Linked DNA regions of Pan troglodytes: region 2 is linked to region 1. Evidence: chromatin contacts called from public Hi-C data. All regions are on one chromosome and are shown on one strand. Each heading gives the region's core, a stretch centred on a gene start, on an enhancer-like site or on the middle of the called end of the contact. The rest is flanking DNA. Distances are from core to core; before and after follow the strand shown. Region 1 has its middle 27 kb from the start of GRB2. Region 2 overlaps MYO15B (myosin XVB).

What was found. A called contact is a pair of places that touch in the nucleus more often than the background predicts.
Region 2: a contact with region 1 is called in a Hi-C map of stem cell-derived neural progenitor cells, with 3 times the contacts expected there. The contact joins two enhancer-like sites. A contact is called at or near these places in 2 of 7 Hi-C or Micro-C datasets (blood and stem cell-derived neural progenitor cells).

The regions. Positions count from the first base shown.
Region 1 is chr19:88,427,233-88,431,632 of NHGRI_mPanTro3-v2.0_pri, reverse strand. No RefSeq gene overlaps it. Among named protein-coding and RNA genes, the nearest start is that of GRB2, 27 kb to the right of the region's middle. Within about 2 kb of position 2,217, at least 8 of the 24 cell types and tissues checked have an H3K27ac peak or open chromatin away from gene starts, as enhancers often do. A contact at or near this core is called in stem cell-derived neural progenitor cells, where this site is marked.
Region 2 is chr19:88,588,079-88,592,478 of NHGRI_mPanTro3-v2.0_pri, reverse strand. It overlaps MYO15B (myosin XVB), which reads right to left. Exons shown (of 64, transcript XM_054670679.2): 1 at 1,538-4,400; 2 at 1,092-1,155; 3 at 765-874; 4 at 535-609; 5 at 69-180. The coding sequence starts at 3,723. Among named protein-coding and RNA genes, the nearest start is that of MYO15B, 5.4 kb to the right of the region's middle. Within about 2 kb of position 2,283, at least 12 of the 24 cell types and tissues checked have an H3K27ac peak or open chromatin away from gene starts, as enhancers often do. A contact at or near this core is called in stem cell-derived neural progenitor cells, where this site is marked.

The DNA.
Region 1 (4,400 bases), core at 968-3,467:
TGAAGCAGTGGGATTGGAGAAGGAACATAAAAATCTCTAACTGATTGTGATCAACTAGCCGTAAACACCACTGCACTGGGACCAGCCAGGAAATTGGTTGAAACGTGTTAGAAAGTTGGTTTTTTTTTTTTTAGACGGAGTCTCGCTCTGTCGCCCAGGCTGGAGTGCAGTGGCGCCATCGCGGCTCACTGCAAGCTCCGCCTCCCGGGTTCACGCCATTCTCCTGCCTCAGCCTCCCTAGTAGCTGGGATTACAGGCACCCACCACTACGCCCGGCTAATTTTTTGTATTTTTAGTAGAGACGGGGTTTCACCATGTTTGCCAGGACAGTCTCGATCTCCTGACTTCGTGATCCGCCCACCTCGGCCTCCCAAAGTGCTGGGATTACAGGCGTGAGCCACTGCACCCGGCCGAGAAAATTTCTAATGTGTTTGATGCAGTTTAATACTTCAGTGTTCTTACAGCTACTGAGGCAGTAGGTGTGGGGGTTACAAGCTGTGGCTAGTCAGACAGACCCAAGTTTGAATTCTAGATCTGATACTTAACTGACAAAGGGACTTCTTTCTAAGCCTCAGTTTCCTTGTATGTAGAATTTGAATAATAATGGAACTTTCTCGTTGGCTTGTTAAATGAGATAATGAACAGAAGATGTGGAGGAAGTGGTCAGCAAAAGGTAGATGAGGTTGTTGTGATGATTAGTTAAATCCAGAGCTAAAAAAGACAGGGAAATGTCCGGGCGCGGTGGCTCACGCCTGTAATCCCCGCACTTTGGGAGGCCAAGGCGGGCGGATCACAAGGTCAGGAGATCGAGACCATACTGGCTAACACGGTGAAACCCCATCTCTACTAAAAATACAAAAAATTAGCCGGGCATGGTGGCGGGCGCCTGTAGTCCCAGCTACCGGGAGGCTGAGGCAGGAGGATGGCGTGAACCCGGGAGGCGGAGCTTGCAGTGAGCCAAGATGGCTCCACTGCACTCCTGCTTGGGCAAAAAAAGAAAAAAAATTGGGAAATAAACTCCTGAATTCCTGAATTGGAAGAGAAGGAGCTAAGTTAAATTCCACACAGTATTTTACAAGCCTTATGTTTAAATTTTTTCTTTTTTTTTTTTTTTTTTTTGAGATGGAGTCTTGCCCTGTTGCCCAGGCTAGAGTACAATGGCACCATCTTGGCTCACTGCAACCTCTGCCTCCCGGGTTCAAGCTATTCTCCTGCCTCAGCCTCCCGAGTAGCTGGGATTAGAGGCGCGCACCTCCACGCCCAGCTAATTTTTGTATTTTTAGTAGAGACGGGGTTTCACCACGTTGGCCAGGCTGGTCTCGAACTCCTGACCTCGTGATCCACCCACCTTGGCCTCCCAAGTGCTGGGATTACAGGCGTCAGCCACCACACCTGGCCCACGTTTAAAATTTATTTTGGAAGGCCAGGTGCAGTGGCTCACGCCTGTAATCCCAGCACTTTGGGAGGCTAAAGTGGGTGGATCACGAGGTCAGGAATTTTGAGACCAGCCTGGCCAACATGGTAAAACCCCGTCTCTACAAAAATACAAAAATTAGCGAGGCATGGTGGTGGGCGCCTGTAATCCCAGCTACTAGGGAGGCTGAGGCAGGAGAATGCGGGAGGCAGAGGTTGCAGTGAGCTGAGATAGCGCCACTGCACTCCAGCCTGGATGACAGAGCAAGACTCCGTCTCAAAAAAAAAAAAAAAAAAAAGACATAAAGAGGTATACAGTGAAAAATATGTCACTCTCCCACCCCTGTCCCCTACCTCTTAGGTTTCCTACTCTGAGGCAACTAATATATGAGTACCCTCCCAGAAATTCTCTTTAACTTAAAAAACTACCTCCAAGGGAAATTCATGTTGAAGAGCACCACGATGGGAGCATTCTCACAAATATTTTGCTAAGTATTAGGCAGAACAGTGTGATAATAAAGACAGCTGCCTGTGTGGTCTTGTTGGACCCTGAGTTTAGGGAGTATTTTGACAACATATTTAGTTCTCTGCAGCCTGAGCCAGACTGGATGAAGTCTTTCTAGCTATATTAAGACACATGGGCTCAGAAAAGCAATATGATTCAGAAGCAGAATTTACAGCTTCCAAAGCAGACAGCCCCTCTCCAGGAGCCGCCTCGCTTCATTTTCATGAAGGATATCAGGGCGGGGCGAGCCACACTGGGCTATCTGAACCGTGGACTGTGGTCTCATTCCTGGCATTCCCCATTTGCCAAGCCCACATTGCCGACATTCCCCTAGGGTTTAGATGCTTTTCTTCCCTCCTGGACAGACATACTTGGGGTCACATAGCTTTGCCTTCAGCTGCTAGAGAGTCCCACGGACAGGGTGGAAGAGACGATGATCAGAGGCTATGTGAAAAGAGCAAGGATTCCTTCCTGCATTCTCCCCCTGGCTGCTGGAGTCCAGCTTCTGTTCTGTAAAATGTACAGATCTTATATTTATCTATGATCGACTTGACAAATTTAAACTTGTTGAAGTCCTAGGCACACCTGTTTATTGGATAAACAGGGCTATTTGTGCCACACTGTTAATAGGGTAACTATGTTTATTTATTTATTTTTCGAGACAGGGTCTCACTTTGTCACCCAGGTTGGAGTCCAGTGACATGATCTCGGCTCGCTGAAACCTCCGCCTCCCGGGCTCAAATGATCCTCCTACTTTAGCCTCCCAAGTAGCTAGGACCACAGGCACCACCATGCCTGGCTAATTTTTCTACTTTTTGTAGAGACAGGGTTTCGCCATGTTGCCCAGGCTGGTCTCAAACTCCTGGGCTCAAGCGATCCTCCTGCCTCAGCCTCCCAAAGTGCTGGGATTACAGGCATGAGCCACCACATCTGGCCACTATGTATTATTATAGATTTACAGAGCTTAGATATAATATATTAAATATATTTAGAGAGCTTAGAGAGTTCACTGCCTTGCCTCCGACCTTATGCCAAAAAAACAGGTACCTAATCACCGCAACTGAAAGATATTCTGCAACTTCAGTAACACATTCCAGTATTTAACTCATGTCAAAAAGGTCCCACTTGATCTAACCTGAATTTGCTAAGCTAGAATTTGTCTGGTTTCCAATAAATAGGGAAAGCAACAGTGGTTGTCTTTCATCACAGTTTGTACTTTAAGATGTTCACTAAGCCTTTGTCCCTTTAAAACTAAATGAAAGCACGTTCAAGTTCTTTCATCTTCTATTTGTGTTTAATTTCTTTCTTTTCTTTTTTTTTTTTTTTTTTGAGACAGAGTCTCACTGTGTCACCCAGGCTGGAGTGCAGTGGCATGGTCTCAGCTCACTGCAAACTCCGCCTCCCGGGTCCAAGCAATTCTCATGCCTCAGCCTCCCAAGTAGCTGGGATTACACGCGCGCACCACCACACCTGGCTAATTTCCGTATTTTTAGTAGACACAGGGTTTCCCCATGTTGGCCAGGCTGATCTCAAACTCCTGGCCTCAAGTGATCCGCCCACCTCAGCCTCCAAAAGTGCTGGGATTACAGGTGTGAGCCACCGCGCCCAGCCTCTACTTGTGTTCAATTTCTAACTCCTCAGTTACACGGAGGCCTGTGGTTCAGGCTCCTCCTTTCACGGCCTCCAAACCAGGATGGAATCTGGTGAAGAATTTTCTCTGCACAGAATATCAGGAAGGATCCCTCCTGTCTTTCTATTTTCACTTCCCTTGCATTTGGAGCGGCTTCCCTGATTCATCTTCAGCCTGGGTGTATGTAAGCGCAGCTATATAAAGCAAAAGGTTTTCCCCATCTGACACAGCTAAATATCAGAGAGAATGAGTAATCCGTTCTGGTTGCTAGGCAGTTCTGGTATTTATATTGATCTTAGCTCAGGATACTTATAGAGATTTAATTTTCCTAAAGACCAAATGCTCATGTTAATTTGGGAGAGGATGGAGATTTGATTTCTTGAGCAGGGCCAAAGATTCAGGAACGGGTTGATTGTTAGCCCCAGAGAAGCTGCCAGCAGAACTTTGAAGCAAGTCGCTTGATTTCTTTGGAGCTCAGAACAGAGGCAGTATTGGTAAACTTCCGGGGGCTTTGTGACTGAGTGAAGTCTCATAAAACACTCAGCTAGGCCAAAAAAGAGAAAGGATTGGAAAAGCAGAAAGCATTAGAATTGATATGCAAGCACTCCTATCCTGTTTGCAAATGAAACAAGCCTCTAGAAAGCAGGAAAATGGATATTATCAATTATTTCTCACACACCTTGCATTATTATAGATGAGGACTCTGAGGTTTGCAGAAGTTAGTTGAGAAATTATGCCAAGTGTCCAGCGCAGGGCCCGAAAACATAGTCAGTATTCTGTACGAGTTAGTTCTCCTCGTAATTTAATTGCTTGTAATAAGAAGGGTTAAAGACAGGCTTAATAGAGTGGACA
Region 2 (4,400 bases), core at 1,034-3,533, 160 kb before region 1:
TCAGCTGTCCCCTGGAGGAAGACAAACGGCAAGCTCAACCCATGAGGTACCTCCAGCCTGGCCCTCACCTGACACTCTCGGTTCCCCGTCTGATCCTGCTCCAGACTGCTTAGGAACTGCATGATCTTTTTGGCGGCTTCCGTCTTCCCTGAGCCACTGTGCCCACTGCAGTGGGAGGAGCTAAGGATGTGTTGGTTGGTAGGGTCTCCAGGGAGGGGCACGTAGGACAACCCCAGTGAACCCAGGAAGTGGGATGTGCCACCCAGAAGTGACAGCTAGCCTGGAGAGACCCCCATAAATGAGGAAAGCTAGTCCCAGGGCATGGAGAGACCCGACAGAAAAGAAAAAGTCCCCAAGATGCCACATTCCAGGGGCTCATGCGATGATTTCAGCCGGGAGCTCGGCCCTGAGGAGTCCAGAACTGTAGCCCAGCAGTGGAGCATACCAGTGGCTTCCAGTGAAGACCTCAGGCCCCGCCCCATCAACCCTCAGTGTGGCCCATGGGTTCAGCCACTCAGGAAGGCCACCACTCACCGCAGGAGGATGCACGGGTCCTGCCCAGTATTCTGAGCCAGGTCATAGGCTGATGCCACGATGGCAAAGATGTGTCTGAGGGAGATGAGAAGGTTGCCAGACATGGGGACCTGGGACCCTCCGAGGTGTAGCAGAGGTGCTCACAGGCCCCGGGACCTCAGTCAAGGGGACATGCAGAGACTGGGCTGCCTGGGAGGTGAGCAGAGGGTCAGTGGGGCAGAGTCACATACGGAGTGGTGCTGAGGGCCTTCCTGGGGTGGTAGCTTGCCTGGACCTCAGGTGAAAAAAGAGGCAAGGACCGGTGGGGGTTCAGAACAAGCAAGACGGGCCCCCCAAAGGTCTGGGGAGGAAAACAAGCTCTCATCAGAGTGTGGAGGGAGCAGGGGGAATGCAAACAGAGCCCAGCCCCTCAGTCCCACTCTGCAGGGCTCCAGAGAGGGTTCACCGCCTAGCCCGGGGAGGAAGAGGAAGGAGAATGTCCAGGGGTGCCAGGGAGCCCTCTGTCCCCAGAGAAAAGGGGATCCCCGCCCACTGTCCGTCCCCGTGGCTCCCCATACATAGATGCGGCCCAGGTGAAATCTCTTCTTGAGGCACAGCAGCACAGAGCTGTCACACACCAGCCTGTAGGGACAACGGGGTGGAGGCATGACAAGTTGTGGCTGCAGGAGGTTGTGGGTTAGTTCTGCCACCCACTGCAGGGACCCTGGCAAGTCATTCAACTTCCCAGAGCCTGATCCATAAAATGAGGGCTGAGCTGTCAAGTAATGGGGAGGCTACAAGGAGGGCTGGCGCTGACCCAGAAGGAAGCTTTGTACTAATTAGAAAGGCGGTCCTGGGGACGTAGCACCTGTTGCCCCTTACCTGCCCCTTCCTGCCAGGAGGGTTCAAGCCCATCCTTCTAAGGATTCAATAAGGGTCTACACGCAATTCATAAAGATGAGGGCAGGGTGGATATGAGGAGCTGTGAGCCGGGGATGGCAGCTTTGGCACCGCGCCCGCTCACCGCAACCGCGCCAGGTCCTCCATGTCTTCCAGGCCGTCTCCGAGGCTCCTGCCCTTAGCACCGGGGAAGGGTGGCGCCTCCAGGCCCGGCCCGAGGCTCAGCTCCAGGTCCCTCTCCAGCACCGCCTCGTCCTCATCCTCGGGTTCCCACAGCTCCCTCAGGGACCCACGGAGGCCCGGGTCTCCCTCCTGCTGCAGGCGGGTCTCCAAGGCGAGTCGGGGTAGCAGCACGGCGGCGCCAAGCCTAGGACCCTCGTGGGGGCCTGAGCCCTGCGCCCAGTGCACCGGGGGCTCGTCGTTGAGGGTCTCCAACTCCGCCTCACGGCTGGAGCCGCTCTCGTCGAGCGAAGGCCCGTCGGGTGCAGTAGGGGCAAGGAGGGAGCCGCGACGAAGCCCGGACACCCCTTCCCCACTCGTCCTGCACCCCTCACTGTGCCCCCCCGCCCCTGCACGAGGCCAACCTCGGCCTTCCCCCGTGGGGGCATCTGCGGACGCTTCTTCAGAGCTGCGGCTGCTCGACGCCCGCCCTGCCCTGTGGATCCTGGGGAACACGACCGCGAACTTGGGATCTGGAGTCTTGTCCTCCTGATCAAAAGGGTCGCCGGGGACTGGGCTTGTCCGGACCTGCGGGGAGCGGCCGCCAGGGGGAGCCCTCGGCATACCCCCCAGCCCTGCTAAGCCAGCCAGGCGCAACGCCAGACGGTGCCGCAGCCCGGGCTCACGGCCCCACCCCTCATACCCTCTCTGGTGGACCCGGCCCTCGTCACCTCTCTCGTGACCCCGCCCCTCGTCCGCTTTCCCGCAGCCCCGCCCCTCGTACCCTCGCTCGTGGCCCCGCCCTTCGTCCGCTTTCCCGCGGCCCCGCCCCTCGTCCCCTCGCTCGTGGCCCCGCCCTTCATCCGCTTTCCCGCGGCCCCGCCCCTCGCTTCCTCTCCCATGACCCCGCCCCTCGTCTGCCTTCCGGCGGCCCCACCCCTCGCTCGCCGGTGGCCAGGTCCTCTGCCCCTCGCCCTCTGGTGGCCGCCGCCGCAGCCGCAGCCGCCGCCGCAGCCAGCGCAGGAGGCCCAGGGCTCGCGCTACACTCAGGAGCCGCTCCTTGAGGCCAGCGCGGCGGGGGCCCACGGCCTAGGAAGCGGCGCCTGGCGGGGGCCTCGCGAGGAGCCTGCGGACCACCAGGAGGGCCGCCAGCGGGGCTGGGTCCTCCGGCCCCGCTCCTGCTGCGGCTCCCGCTTCGCCCTCGCCTGCCGCCGATGGCACCCGCCCCACCGCCTTTCCGACCTGGTGGCGCGGAGCCCGGGCCGTCGAGGCCTGCATTGTTTCTGGCTCGGCGCCCCGCTGCGCCCGGTTGTCGCTCGCGTCCTTGGCCGGCCCAGTGTCCCGAGGAGCCCGCGAGCTGTCCTCGAAGGTCCTGGAGGCCATAGCTGCCCGAGAGCCCCGTCCAGGTCCGGTCCCCAGCGGACTCGAGTCGGAGTTCCCGCCGGAATGCTCGCTGGCTCCCAGGGGCCCCGTCCCCGACGACCCTTCCCGGCCCCGGGTATCTGCGTGGGGCCAGACGCTGACCAGGCCGTCGCTGCTTGGCTCCGGCGCTGACTCCGGCCCGGTTTTTGTCCCTTCCGAGCCCATGTCCGTAGGCTCCGGCGTGGGCCGCAGCTCCCGGGCTCTGCCGCGCTGGCTGCCGCTCTCCTGGGCCTCGCGGGTTTCGCTGTCCGGACAGGAGCTGCCTCCGTCCCCACCCGACGTGTCCCCATTGAGGCTCCTGGGCGTCCGGCGGCCCCGCCGAGCCGAGGGCCCCTTATCTTTCCGCTTCCTCCTACGGCGGCCGCCCAGCTCTTCTCCTCCGGAGAGGCTTCCCTCCTCCAGGCGCCCCCCGCGGCCGCCCCTGGGCCCGCGTCCCTGACGCTGCGCGTTGCTTTGCCTCTCCTGGGCTTTCGGGGACAGCCCAGCCCCTGGACGTCTGCAGCCGCCGTTCCCCTCTGCAGTGGGCTTCCTGCGGCCACCAGGGGTTCCCTGGCCCCCGGCGGTGGCAGGCTCGGCCGCCGGTCTCGCCTTGTCCGCCTGCCCGCGGTCGGAACGGCGTTCCCGGCTGGGCGCGCCATCCGCGCTGGCCGACCCCGACTCCTGCTCCCCTGAGGCCGGCCTCCCGGGCCTCTCCAGGCGCTGGGGCGCTTTGCGCTGGTTCCTGCCCATGGCTGGCCCAGAGGAGACGGGCTTCCCGACGCCCAGGTCCTCTCCCCTCCCCGGGGATTTGGCCTCCCGCGGTGACCTTCTGTGCAGTGCACCACCCGGCTGTGCTCTCGTAGGGGCTACAGGCTCCTACTCCCCGAGGTGCCCGCCTTACAGGACCATCAATAATGCAGAAGGCGGCGGGTCCTGACCCCCTCGGCCATCAATGGAGTAGAGGCGCCCAGGAAACAGGAGACGCTACAGCTGCGGACAGGGCAACCGTGCCGCCGGGAGGCGCTGCCAGCCAGGCCAGCCTCGCACCGCGCCAGACTGAGGGGGTCCATGCTCCACTCCCACCTCAGTGCTTGCCCAGCAAGGAAGGGCCCAGAGAACCTGTCTGGACTTCTTCCTTCTGAGGGTTCCAAGGGACTGGGGCCAGGCCCACCCTGGCACACGGCAGCACTCCATGAGTCGCTAGGGTTTTTGTTCTTTTCAATTGTGGAATAAATACAATTTACCGAAAAGTGCATAAAACATAAATGTACATCTTGAACTGGTGTAAAACATGCCTGTCTACCTCCTTGGAGTTGTGGAACAGAACCACACCCCATACATTCCTGATTGCCCCAATGTGTGTGTTTTTAAAATATCTATTTTTAAAACAGGTAATACATTCACATAATTCAAACATCCAAACATTA